Linked DNA regions of Rattus norvegicus: region 2 is linked to region 1. The links are chromatin contacts, called in public Hi-C maps. All regions are on one chromosome and are shown on one strand. Each heading gives the region's core, a stretch centred on a gene start, on an enhancer-like site or on the middle of the called end of the contact. The rest is flanking DNA. Distances are from core to core; before and after follow the strand shown. Region 1 holds the start of Ropn1l (rhophilin associated tail protein 1-like). Region 2 overlaps Cmbl (carboxymethylenebutenolidase homolog).

Region 1 (6,238 bases), core at 1,053-3,552:
AATTTCCGAAAGGTATGGGGCTGGTACTGTGGAACATATGTGTACCCCAGCTTACTGTGAAACAGGCAAGGGGATTGCTGGAGTGACAGAAAGGCCCCACCTCAAAAGAAATTACTAAAATTTAGAAATAGCTAGGTGTTTATAATGGAAAGGAAAAGTTACCTGAAGCTTCGGAGTTCCATCATGTACTCTGACAGTGGGTGGGAAGTGTAGCTGCAGAGGACACCTCTGTCCCTGCCCATGCACGGGAGTGGAGAGCATTTTTACTGGAAGGCCTGAAACCTCTCCTCGTGCCATGAGCCATCGCTTTGGGATGGAGGCTCATAAAAGACACGTCAGCAACCACTTTATGCCCATTGCCTGCATGCCTGAGAATGAAAGGGTTTTCTCCTTTATGATAATGAGATCTTTTGGTTTTCGGGGCCATTTCTAGTTTTTCTGTTTCTAAGTTCAAGTTTTTCAAAAGCTTTCAACATTTTTCTCATCTCCACCCAGTTATTAATACATTGTTTAATGTAGGAGCAGTGGGAAAATGTTCTTTGAGCCACAGACATCTTTAATCTGTGAAGTTGAGTCTTCATCAAAGGAAATCAATACTCAGAAATGGTTATCACCTTATATCTACTCATTGGAAACACAGTGATTAGGAGAGTTGATGTGTCAAGTGACTGAAGATGTCTGCCTCCAAGGACCACAAGTGGAGAACAGATAGTAACCAAAAGAGGGATGAGAGAGAAGTCAGCCGCCTGAGCCAGCACACAGGACTGGGGAGACACCGGGACCCAGCTGCTTCCTCAGTGGGTTCTATAGGTCTGCACACATACACACCTAATCCTCCATCAGCCTCCTGCTGCCTGCTGCCTTTATCTCAGGTAGACAGTCACCAAGGCACAGGCCTGTCTGCATCAGTTTACATTGTTAAGACTTTTAAAAAAAATGTATATAACAGTGCCTAAAGTTTCTGTTCCCGTTCATTTATGCTTTAGGACATACTTGAAGGAGGAAGGAGCTTCTTGCTCAGGAACCACAGTCATTTGTTCTTTGCTTAGGAGGCCATTTCCTTGCCACAGTGTGGTAAAGCAGACAACTCCCACATGTAGACAGTGGATCCTTCACAATGGTGCATGGATGCTGAAAATGAAGTAACAGAATGAAAAGCAAACATTCATTTACAGATATGTACAAATGAATATTTCTAGTTCTAAGTAAAACCCCAAATGCTAATTTCTGTAGGGTAAAAAAATTTAGTTCAATGTCAAGCTAGGCATACATTTTTTAGATACAACAGCAAAATACAAGTTTAATTGTCACAATTTATACCTATGAGACATTTAAGAATAAAAGGACACCTGCAAACCCAGATTGGAGGTTTTACAATCTTTTCAGCTTCACAGGTCTTGTGGCTAATTTTTGCGGTGGTGGTAGTGGTGTTGGTGTGGGTGGGGACAGACTTGTTGCTTCTTGAAACACTAAATGTTGTCCGGGATGTCTCCAGTTCCCAGCTCAAATGAACCCCATACTGAGTCGCAGAAATTTTGTAGCACACTAGCCCCCACATCAGATTTTAACTATGTCAAGTTTTATCCGATTATGTTGTTTTTCTTTTAATAAAAGTTAACCTACCGAGCTACATAATGGACATTATTATTTACTCCTTTATACCTACTCCCCACCCCCGTTAAGGATAAATTATACTGCTAAGTCATCAGAAAATTCTGTAGTCCCCAGATAAACGCACATTTCTGTTTACAGTGTCTGAGAATCCTTGTTTGCCCATTCTATCAGTTTGTTATTGTTGTTGTTGTTTTTTTGTTTTTTTTGTTTTTTTTCTTTTCCCAAAGCTGCTTTGGTTTGGAAATGTGTATTCATACAGTGGGTGTGTGGACCAAATGGATTCACAGATGGTGACGCCAAGCCGAGACCCTGGTCTATCCCGAAGACAGTTTGCGATCTCGTGGGGTCCAGATTAGCTCAGCCTCTGAATTTTAGGAAAACAAGCTGTTTTGTTGCACTCTCCCCTCTGTAGAAACTTTGGTCACCGCGACTACGGGCCGGACGTCCGCCCCTTGCTCGCCGAGGCTGTGCGCCTGCGCAGCTCAGGTTGCCTGGAAACCGCACGCCACAATCGCGCGCTCCAGGTGCTGTGGGCGGTTGGGCCTCAGTTTCCAGGAGGGGGCGGAGCAGCCGGTTAGAAGCGGAGCCCGCCGAGGCCCTCCCCGCCGCCCGCTGCGCTGCGCTGACCCTGCCTCTCCCCACGCAGCACAGCGGATCGTCCCCGGCCGCCGCGGTCTGCCCAGAGCGATGCCGCTGCCCGACACCATGTTCTGCGCGCAGCAGATCCACATCCCCCCGGAGCTGCCGGACATCCTCAAGCAGTTCACCAAGGCTGCCATCCGTACGCAGCCGGCGGACGTGCTGCAGTGGTCGGCAGGGTAAGGCCGGCCTGGGAACCTCACCCGGTTACCGAGTACAGACGCCTACATTGTGGGTGTAGACTAACAAAGCTTGCACACCAACCGCGGGGCTAAAAGAGGCTCCGCTGAGTTAAAAAAAAAGTTACAGGGATGTTACAGTGAAACCGCTCAGAACAACTGACTTAAGTTCCTTCCCCCAACCCCACTGAGGCTGAGGTATGCGAAGGCTGCCACCTGAGAAAATTGGCTAGCACAGCTCACAGCTAGCAAACCTTCACACTCTAGAAATAAGGACACGAACCCTGGGCCTGGCCAGTATAGTCATACCACTCATTCTTTCGGTTTTTACACGAGAACTCTGCCACTGTTTAAATCACGAGAATAAATATTTTTAGCCAATTTTTGCTAACTTTCTCTGAACTGTATAACTAAGGTGGTTTCATTTCTTTTGGCTGTTTTAATAACTCAACTTATTTTACCTATTTTTTTTTTTTTTTGGTTCTTTTTTTTTTTTTTCGGAGCTGGGGACCGAACCCAGGGCCTTACGCTTCCTAGGCAAGCGCTCTACCACTGAGCTAAATCCCCAACCCCTAACTCAACTTATTTTAAAACAACATCTCTGGAGGTAAAAACCCCAAATCATCTGAAGCAGGCAACAGGCTTTTGGGGTGGCGGCTTCCATATTTGATTCAGCTGTTGGAACTGCACTCTAATGGCCATTCTACAATCCATGGGTTCTCTTCTGCCTTACTCTCCTTGAGGATTCCTGTGATGCATTTAGGAGCCATACAGTTTGTTCAGGATAGCTCTCCACCTAAAGTCCTTAATCGTGCAAAGATGTACCTCTCACAGGCCCCAGGGAAAGGACCTGGATGTCTCTTATTTAGCTCTGTCAGGGCCACCTTTGACTGTTCTCTCAATGTCCCCTCTACGATATTACGCTTAAGCCTTAGAGAAAGGGCTAGCTTTTTATGAAAGTTTATGTGCACTCCGAGACTCTGCCCCAACCGGGCACATTTGATAATACTTCCGAGAGAGTTTTTTGAGGCCTTGCTCAAGAACTCCATGATTCATTTGATTGGTGATGAGGGCGACTATAGGATAGGTATGAGTTTGCCAAGCCACAAATGGGGCCTGGACCGATAGGTCCACAGTTCTGCATCTGATTCTCTCATGGCTGTCCGAACCACTCCTTAGATCATTAACAAAACCACAGAGAGGAGCACAAGTCTTAGTTGTAGGCAGAGTTGACCCTGAGGGGTGAAGAGAGAGGGGGTTATCTTTGATCTACACAGTCTCCACTTTCCGCATACACCCATGCTACAGACTTAGAGGTTTCTGGGGACTCATATACACACCTGTTGCCCTGGTGCTTACTTTCACGTACATTTTCCTGTACAAATTCTTTGGTTAACGACTGTGGCTCAAGACCCTGCCTGGCACAAGGCCTCCCTCTGGTCAAATCTGATAGAAATCCACCCGAGTTGTTGCCCTGAGCCATTTCTGTGCCTCCTTTGCCTCCAGCCTAAGCATTTTCAGTGACCTGGAATGGAACGATTGGGGGTGGGAGGGTGGCAGGCAGGACGGGGAAAGATGGAAAGCGGGAAGTAGATGACCTTTGTGTATGCCCACACCACCTCCAAGTGAACGTGTAGAGCTGTCTAATGCCACATAGCCCAGAAAGCAGCTGTTGAAAAGGAATAGCCTATGTTGGGGATTTAGCTCAGTGGTAGAGCGCTTGCCTCGCAAACGCAAGGCCCTGGGTTCGGTCCCCAGCTCCGAAAAAAAAAAAGAAAAAGAAAAAAAAAAAAAAAAAGAGTGTCTCAGAAAAGGAATAGCCTTAGGCATGGAGTGCTGGAGAGATGGGGCACTGTTAAAAGTATTTGCTTGCTTTCCTGATGGACCTGACTTGAACTCCTAGCACCCACATTACAGAGTTTACAGCCAACTGTGACTCCAGTTCCTGGACATGGACATCTGCACCTACACACACACACATACACACACACACAACACACACACACACACACACACACACACACACAAAAATAAAAATATTGGGGTTGGGGATTTAGCTCAGTGGTAGAGCGCTTGCCTAGCAAGCACAAGTCCCTGGGTTCGGTCCTCAGCTCCAAAAAAAAAAAAAAAAAAAATATATATATATATATATATATATATATATATATATATATGTATAAAACAAAGAAACACAGCACTCAGAAGAAGGGAGATGAACCACAGTTCAGTGAGGCTCTCCTGGTTCCCATGTAAGCTCTCTGTCACTTGGTGCTTCCAGGACCCTCAGATAGCAATCAGCATGTCTGCTTTGCAGACAGAGAACCCACAGTGCACAGTGAAGTTCAAGGAGGTTGTCCAGCCAAGGTCCCGGGATTTGAGTGTGGTCCGCTGGCTTTGGGAGCTCCCAGCACATCTGCTGGGGTGACGAGAGAGTGTTGCCTCTGTGCTGATCTCTTCAGTGATGTCTCTCCTTCCAGGTATTTTTCAGCCCTGTCCCGAGGAGACCCACTTCCCGTAAAGGACAGAATTGAAATGCCTGTGGCTACACAGAAGACTGACACAGGCCTGACCCAGGGACTCCTGAAAGTCCTGCACAAGCAGGTGGGTGAACCTCTTCACTGCCCATGCTGCTGGTACCTCGTTGTGTCTCTTGAAACATTGGGATGCCTCCCCACTGTCCCCAGGCCTGCTCTGCCATGTTTAAATCTGACGTTATTTCTTGGAAAGAACCCCAAGAGCTAGCTTTTTCATGTATAGATTTTATTTTTATTTTGTGAATGTGTGTTGGAGATCAACAAACCACCAGAGATTTGTTTCATTTTTTTTTTTTTTTGGAGAGATAGAAACATGCTATGTAGTCCCAGAGATCCTCAATCTTGAGGTGACCCTCGTAACCCAGCGTCCTGAGTGTTAGGAGTACAGGTGGGCATTCTGCTCTAGTTTTGAAGTTAGTTTTGAACTTGGAGATATTCTGGACAGTAGGAACCATGTGCTCCCCATGGGAGTGCTCATTTCAGGAGGCCACTGTGGGGTGTGTTTTCTTCATTGACTCCTCTTTCTCCACTCACCCTTTCCTGTAAGTGCTCCCTTATTCTCGTGTGTGTGTGTGTGTGTGTGTGTGTGTGTGTGTGTGTGTGCGCGCGCGAGTGCGCATGTGCAGGAGGGAATCCCCAGCTGAGCTGAGGAGCTGAGGAGTCTCGGTCCCCTCCTTCATGTCTTCTCTTCTTCTTTTCATTGCTTCCTGTCTTCCTGTCTTCTTCCGACGAGAAAGTCACACCAGGTGGAAAATCTCATGAACGAGATTTATTAGAGTGTCCAGTATGGAGGGATGAATCCGAGGATGGCTACCCTCTGCTCCTGGGAGCGGAGAGCAATGAGCTAGACAAAGAGGCAGTGCTTTTATATAGGATTTCCGAGAGGTGGAGCTTCTCAGGACAGAGGTTTCCAGATTGAGGGGTGGTGGGATTTCAAGTCCTGATCTTGGGGAGCTCAGGGACTGGGGGTTTTCCTGCTCAGGGATTGGCCGCTTTTTTCACCCCCCTTTTCCCTGCATCAGGCCCATGGGTTAGGGTGGAAAGTCTCTCCCTGCTGAAGCCAGCTTTTGCTGAGGTGTCGTCTCTGTGGCACTGCTGTGGGGAGGCTGGAGAGGAGGCACTGCCACTGTGGGCAGATCCTGAGAGACAGCTCCTGCCTCAAGAAAGTTGTAGGCTGAGGCAGGAAAGGTGCAGTCACCATGGACAGCTGCTTTTCAGGGGTGGCTCCTGCGGTGGTGGGAAAAGTGACCACTATGGCTATCTCCTGCAGCA
Region 2 (6,238 bases), core at 2,679-5,178, 130 kb before region 1:
CGGGTCAATTTAATTATTCAAAATTTGTGCTTGAGTGCTGTTAAATATACTTGTTCAGCCATTCGATGAGATTCCTCCTCGCTTCCTCAATGTAGGGTTTGTCTGCAGGGGAGCAGTCTTCTCTCTTCCGATGCACAAAGCCATGAGTTTGCCCAGAAAATGTCTTAACTTGGTAATTAACTATGCAGTGTTCTTTAAGCTTCTGGATCAGTATAGAAACCTAATACACCAGGATGGGGGAAATACATGTACGTATGTGAGAATGGTGTGACCTTAACCCTTCAGTAGCATCTTCTAATCCTTTTGGGATTTTTGGTTCTATTTTGAGACAGGGTCTCTACCAAGCCCTGGCTGTCCCGGAACTTGCTCAACATGTAAATCAGGCTGGCTTCCAACCTTTCCTCCCAAGTGCTGGGATTAGTGGCATGCACCACCACAGCCAGCTAGAGTCTATTGGTCACACAGTGAGCTGGTTCCATAGCTATTGAGTTGTCTTAAACAGTCCTGGCCACTGAGGAGTTTCGGGGCAGCATAACGTTGCCTCCATACCAGTTCTAGGAGCTCCTGCATTTACACTGGAGCTGAGACCCAGTGTCCACTGTGAGTTGGTGCTGTGGGTCACAACTGCACCAGTCATGGTGGGTGCAGATTCTTAATCCCAGCAGCAGAGAGAAAGGCAGATCCCTGAGACCAGCATGGTCTATGTAAAGAGATCTGAAAAAACTTGAAGTGATCGGGTACATCCTTGCTGGGTTCAGTCCACAACAGCATAGGGCAGGGTGGGCATTCGATAGAACTGCCCTCCTGGCCATCCTAGCTTAGCCAAGGGTGTTAAAACCATTGCTTGTTTCCCTAATGACTATGGGGGCTATTGGGGAAATGGACTTTGCCCCAGCTATCAACATGAAACTACACACATGGGTCACTAGACCAGAAAAAGATCCAAATTCAAAGTTGGCCTGCTGTGTGTTAACTATTGCACATAGTAAAAGAAGCAAACCAAATGATTTTAAGTTGAGGACTGCTATAAAATATTTGTATTGAGACCTTAGTTAAGAGTTCTTAACAGTGCTTGCCTAGCAAGTGCAAGGCCCTGTGTTCGGTCCCCAACTCCGAAAAAAAAGGAAAAAAAAGTTCTTAACAGATGGCTGTTTTTTAACTTAAACTTTTTCCTAACCAACTGTGTGCTTAATAAATCCATCTCAGGCTATGCATAGGAACTAGTAGACAGAGTACCATGGAAACCATTCCCAGTGAACAGGCTGTATCAGGAACACATCCTTCAGCTGTCATTCTAAACAGGTCCATTCTGGGCTTAAGTTCATTAGTAAATTGTCACCATTGGGAAACTAACTGATAAATCAGTTTGAAACTTTCTCCAAAAAAGATGTCATGACATGCGATTAGATATGCAAATGGAAGGCTGCCTACTCACCTGCTCAAGTGGAATCACAGCATCATTTTCTGCAAAGATAAACAACGTTGGGTTCTTCAAATTATAAACATCTTCAGAATCTCTGATGATACCTGGAAAGAGTTGAGGGAGGTTGACTTCTGCCTGGATTTGGTGTGGTTTTGCAACATGAACCATGTGGTTAGACTGCTTTCATGTGCTGGGGGTGGAGATGGTATGCATGCTTTCATGGGGGTGACTGCATGGAGTCCTGTGCACATGTATATGTAAGTGTGGAGGCCAGGTATTCTTAATTCTTCATTTTGCCATAGGGTCTCACTGAGCCCAGAGCTCGGGGATTTCTATAGACCAGTGAGCTTGAAGAACCCATCTGTCTCCACCTGCCCAGTCCTGAGGTGGCAGACATGTGCAAAACCCACAACCCATCCCCCAAGCAGGTTTTTATGCAGATGCTAGGGATCACAACTCAGGTCTCCATGGATATGTGGCCAACACTTTATTGCCTTAACTATCTCCCCAGCTGTTTTTATTTTTAGCAATCCCACAGAAGCCTGGCCTATGGATTCTGTAAAAGTGCAACTGATTTAGCCAGGTCTTTCTACTCTGCATCCTGTTCAGCAGGAACCAGACCAATAAACTTGGTGCTGTTCTCTCTTGAGATGGCTTATACATCAGGTCATAATTTTCAAACCACCACTCTAGAATTTTCTACACAGGTCCCACATGTTCAGTGAACTGGACAGTTACATGAACAACAGCCATTGGACCAAGTTATTCAAACAAGACCCCAGAGACACAGGGAAGGTCTGCTCTACAGGTTATTGTATAAATTGTATTCTTCATGGACTGGACATCCTAAAGGTTAATTTGTGCAAAATATTGCTCTGCCAGGCTCAGGACAACCCACTGGTGCGCTTGGTTGGAAAAAAGCAAGTCCAGGTTGGGAGAATGAACAGGAAAGGACTAGTGAGATAGCTCACTTGCCACACAAGCCTAGGAACCTGCGATTGATCCCAGAATCCACATCAAGTTGTTCTCTGACTTCCACACAGGCATTGTAATGCACATGCACACATCATGCACGCATACACATAGGGATTTTTTAAAAGATGAAAGGAAAAACAACCTTTTCCCTGCTTCCTGCCACTGTGAGAGCAAAGCTAGGTAATACACAGTGTGTCTCCACTCTGTGTCTCCTCTTCAGAAAACAGCAAGCCACAGGCAGGATGGCAGTGCTCCCTGTACAACTCTGACAAAGCCAGGTCTGGACATTCCATAGATGTCTCTTACCCAGTTCCTGCCATAACCTGCCACTCACGTGCTGTACAACAGCAGCCAGCAGGTGGCGCCAAAAGGCATGCGTCTGGACCAACTTTTAATTCACCCAGAGATACTGTTGGCCTGAAAATTGGCTAGCCTCATACTAGTGATTTATTGCATTTGTTTGGTTGTGTGAGACTAGCTCTAATTATGTAGCTCGTGCTAGCCAGAAAATTTCAATCTTCCTGCTTCAGCCTCCCAAGTACTGGGGTTTCAAGAGTGTGTACATTCCTCACTTCTATTTCCTTTTGTGTAAGAAAATATTTTAGGGGTTGGGGATTTAGCTCAGTGGTAGAGCGCTTGCCTAGGAAGCGCAAGGCCCTGGGTTCGGTCCCCAGCTCCGAAAAAAAGAAAATATTTTATTTTTTTCCTTAGTGCTAATAGAAGATGAAATGCCATCTCAAGGAGTTCAAGCACCAGATTAAAAACAGCTTGTGAATGTGTAACTTTGAAATAGCAGTCAACTTTCTTATATTTGTTCTTGACATATTTTAATCTGGATGCTTTTAAATTGTACATTCAGTGTGCTTTCTGTCAACAGATAAAGGGTTCTTATCTCATAGTTCAAATAAGTTTTCTTTTGGCTAAAATGTAAATGTTGGGGCTAAAGCGATGGTTTATGAGGTAGGAGTACTGGCGCCTCTTCCAGAAGACCCAGATCAATTCCCAGCACCCACATGGTGATTCAAAATCATAACCACAGAAGGAATCTGACCACCTCTTCTGGCCTCTCTAACCACTAGGCACACGTGGGCATAGACATGCATGCAGGCAACATGCCCATACAATTTTTTAAAATCTGCTAATTTAAAAGAGAGTTAAAAGTTGCTGTTTGTACTGTTTGCTTTCTCGTGTGTGTGTGTGTGTGTGTGTGTGTGTGTGTGTGTGTGTGTGTGTGTACGCGCACAGATTTGCTGTTGCACAAGCACATAGATACATGAGAGGTCAGAAGACAACCTTGGATGTGTTCCTGGGGAGCCTTTCCACCTAGATTTTTGAGACAGGATCTAGAACTTATCAAGTAGGCTAGGCAAAGTGCCCAGTAAAGCCAAAAATAACACCTGTCTCCCTTAATATGAGTTCTGGGGACCAAATTCAGCATCTCATGCTTGCAAGCAAGACAAGAACAGTACTGACAGAGCCATCTTCCCCAGCTCTATTTTTAGATTCTGAAAACCATGCTAAGCTGGTTTACCTCACGCCATCGGGTTTTGTATTGCAGCTCGTGGGAGAAGCCTGTCACTCAACCATCCTGCTTTCCCTGAGTAAAACGTGCTAGGCACTTACCATAGACAGACACCCCCGCTCTGACTTCTGGATATGTCGTCATCACGTGGTGCACCACAATACCCCCCCAGCAGAAGCCCACAATGCCAATCTTCTGGGCATGACACTGTTGTTTCAGATACCTCAAGACAGCATCAACCTCTCTAGAACAGAAAAAAAAGGCATCACAGACAGAGCTGACAAGGCTGACCCTCAGGGTTGCTGAAACTGCAATGTCTCAGTGAATAGTACTCAATGTTTGAGATTTCTTTGGTGGTGAGAACCAGAAATCCTAGAAAGAAGCTGAGACTTGAAGGCTGACTGACTGCTTAAAACTCAGTGGCTGTAAAAAGCTTGGGAAGTTGCAGGTCTAGAGCCTGATCCTGAGCTACCTTTAGCCTATTAGTGAGGCATTCTTTGTCCACCTCTGTATTGACTCTAACTCCTGTAACTAGCAGATAAAGTTGAACCTAACATCCTGATAAGTACATAAGAGGAAAGAAAACCTTTGGAATATATCAACTCAACAAAACCGCATACTCCACCAATCAAAGAGCTAAGAATGCTACCAGATATCATCTGGGTCCTACAGCTGAGATTTCTCTACTAGCTATAACTGCCTAATTAATGTGTCCACCAATGTATTTGGAAAGTGTCTTGATTTGGAATCTACCTTTGTTCTGTTACTATTAAAACAAACAACAACAAAAAAAAATCTTCATGATACTGCTTTCATGGTGGAATGTAGAATTTGGAGTGAACTAAATCTCTGTGGCTTATATTGGGCCAATCAGAGAAGAGCAGTCTCCTCATCAGAATGATGGGTTTTCAGGATAGACTACAGAATCAATGAGGATGGGGGAGGGGGTGATGCTCTCAGGTTGCTCAGAGAGAGGCGATGGGCCTTCCTGAGCATGAAGCCAGCATACAGGAAGTGAAGCTAAGCTGTGATGAACAAATGAGAGCAGGATCGATTCCTGCTTGAACCCCAAACTACTTTCTTTGGGTCTATAGACCAATAGCTCTTTTAACTGCTGATCCACTTGGGATAGGTGTTCTATCTATCACTTGCAACCAAGCACCTAGGTGGATACAGGCAGGACTTTGAGTTCATGATTTCTAAGGGAAGTGAGCAGGTATGCTCACCAGGGCAGTGTGGCAAGTAATACATGTCAGCCTCTATCCTCAGCCCATATAGTGTGGTGGACCAAAACTCTTTCCCATAATGCTGTTGGAAGGACTCTGTCTAGAGCCAAGTGAAGTCATGCAGGGGGGAGGAGGAGAGGGGAGGGAGGGAAGAAATCCAATGAAGCTCAGCTTGTCTGTCCCTTCCCTGGGCTACAATAAATATAAAACCAAGCCTCTTGAAAACTTACCGGTTGATTTTTCTGGCATTTCTTGATTTCAACCACTCAGGGAAGGTGGACCAATCACCAGCCGGGTCCCATGGCTCTTGACCCACAAAGAAGTCTGGGACAATAGTTCTGTAAAATATGGGCATGAATCAACCTTTGAGTCACCTGGACTCAATGTCCTGGTTTATTAAATGCCTCGTCGGGTTGCCAATTCTAGGCAGAGGGAAGGAAAATCCTTGGCCACGAAGGCCACCCTTTATTGCAACAGAGATCATCTGCTGCGGGCCAGATTGCCTCAGATTCCACAACTACAAGTACACAGCTTCCAGCAGTTTGGTGTGACCCTGCTCTAGCAAGTGAGAGGGCCATTAGCAGGGATACTTCTCAAGAGCTATTCCAGTGCAGAAGGAAGGAAAACTGGACCTATGGGCAAAGGGTGTGTCCTGCCAAAGGTCCTTCCTGCCTCGATAGAGTTAGTTGATCCTCTCAGCCAGCCCAGGACTCTCAATGATCGCCAGTCACTGTGATAGAGTCATACTGCCCCAGACTCTGCACAGGCTGCCAGACAGTCTCCTGCCCCACGAGTAAGGTCCACAGCAGGTTCTAGAACAGGCAATGAGAAGAGTAAACAAAGTGAAGGCTAACATCTGAGGCTGTCCTCTGACTTCTAAATGCTCACAGTGGTGAGCATGAACCTTCAGTCAGACACACACATATATATCATTGTGTACACATACAAGTCATATGAAGGATCAAATAATACATCGCCCAGCCATAGGCAACTCAGAGTTGGGAAATCATGGACATTACTAATACTAGTTACTTTACATACCCTCAAGCAATCTGAGACTGGGCAGTGTAGCAGAGGGCCTGGTCCCTGAAA

Evidence for each region. A called contact is a pair of places that touch in the nucleus more often than the background predicts.
Region 2: a Hi-C map of the A7r5 cell line shows a contact between it and region 1, with 2.8 times the contacts expected there. The contact joins the enhancer-like site here to the promoter of Ropn1l in region 1. A contact is called at or near these places in 5 of 12 Hi-C or Micro-C datasets (the A7r5 cell line, the Rat2 cell line, Schwann cells and 2 more).

Annotation. Positions count from the first base shown.
Region 1 is chr2:84,160,280-84,166,517 of GRCr8, reverse strand. Ropn1l (rhophilin associated tail protein 1-like) reads left to right here and starts at 2,302. Exons shown (of 5, transcript NM_001191086.1): 1 at 2,302-2,432; 2 at 4,910-5,033. The coding sequence starts at 2,302. LOC102553736 (a long non-coding RNA gene) reads right to left here and starts at 1,877. Exons shown (of 2, transcript XR_351509.5): 1 at 1,739-1,877; 2 at 954-1,131.
Region 2 is chr2:84,295,326-84,301,563 of GRCr8, reverse strand. Cmbl (carboxymethylenebutenolidase homolog) reads right to left here. Exons shown (of 6, transcript NM_001008770.3): 3 at 5,377-5,484; 4 at 4,022-4,164; 5 at 1,436-1,527; 6 at 1-220. The coding sequence ends at 41. Among named protein-coding and RNA genes, the nearest start is that of Cct5, 15 kb to the left of the region's middle. Within about 2 kb of position 3,928, at least 16 of the 93 cell types and tissues checked have an H3K27ac peak or open chromatin away from gene starts, as enhancers often do. A contact at or near this core is called in liver, where this site is marked.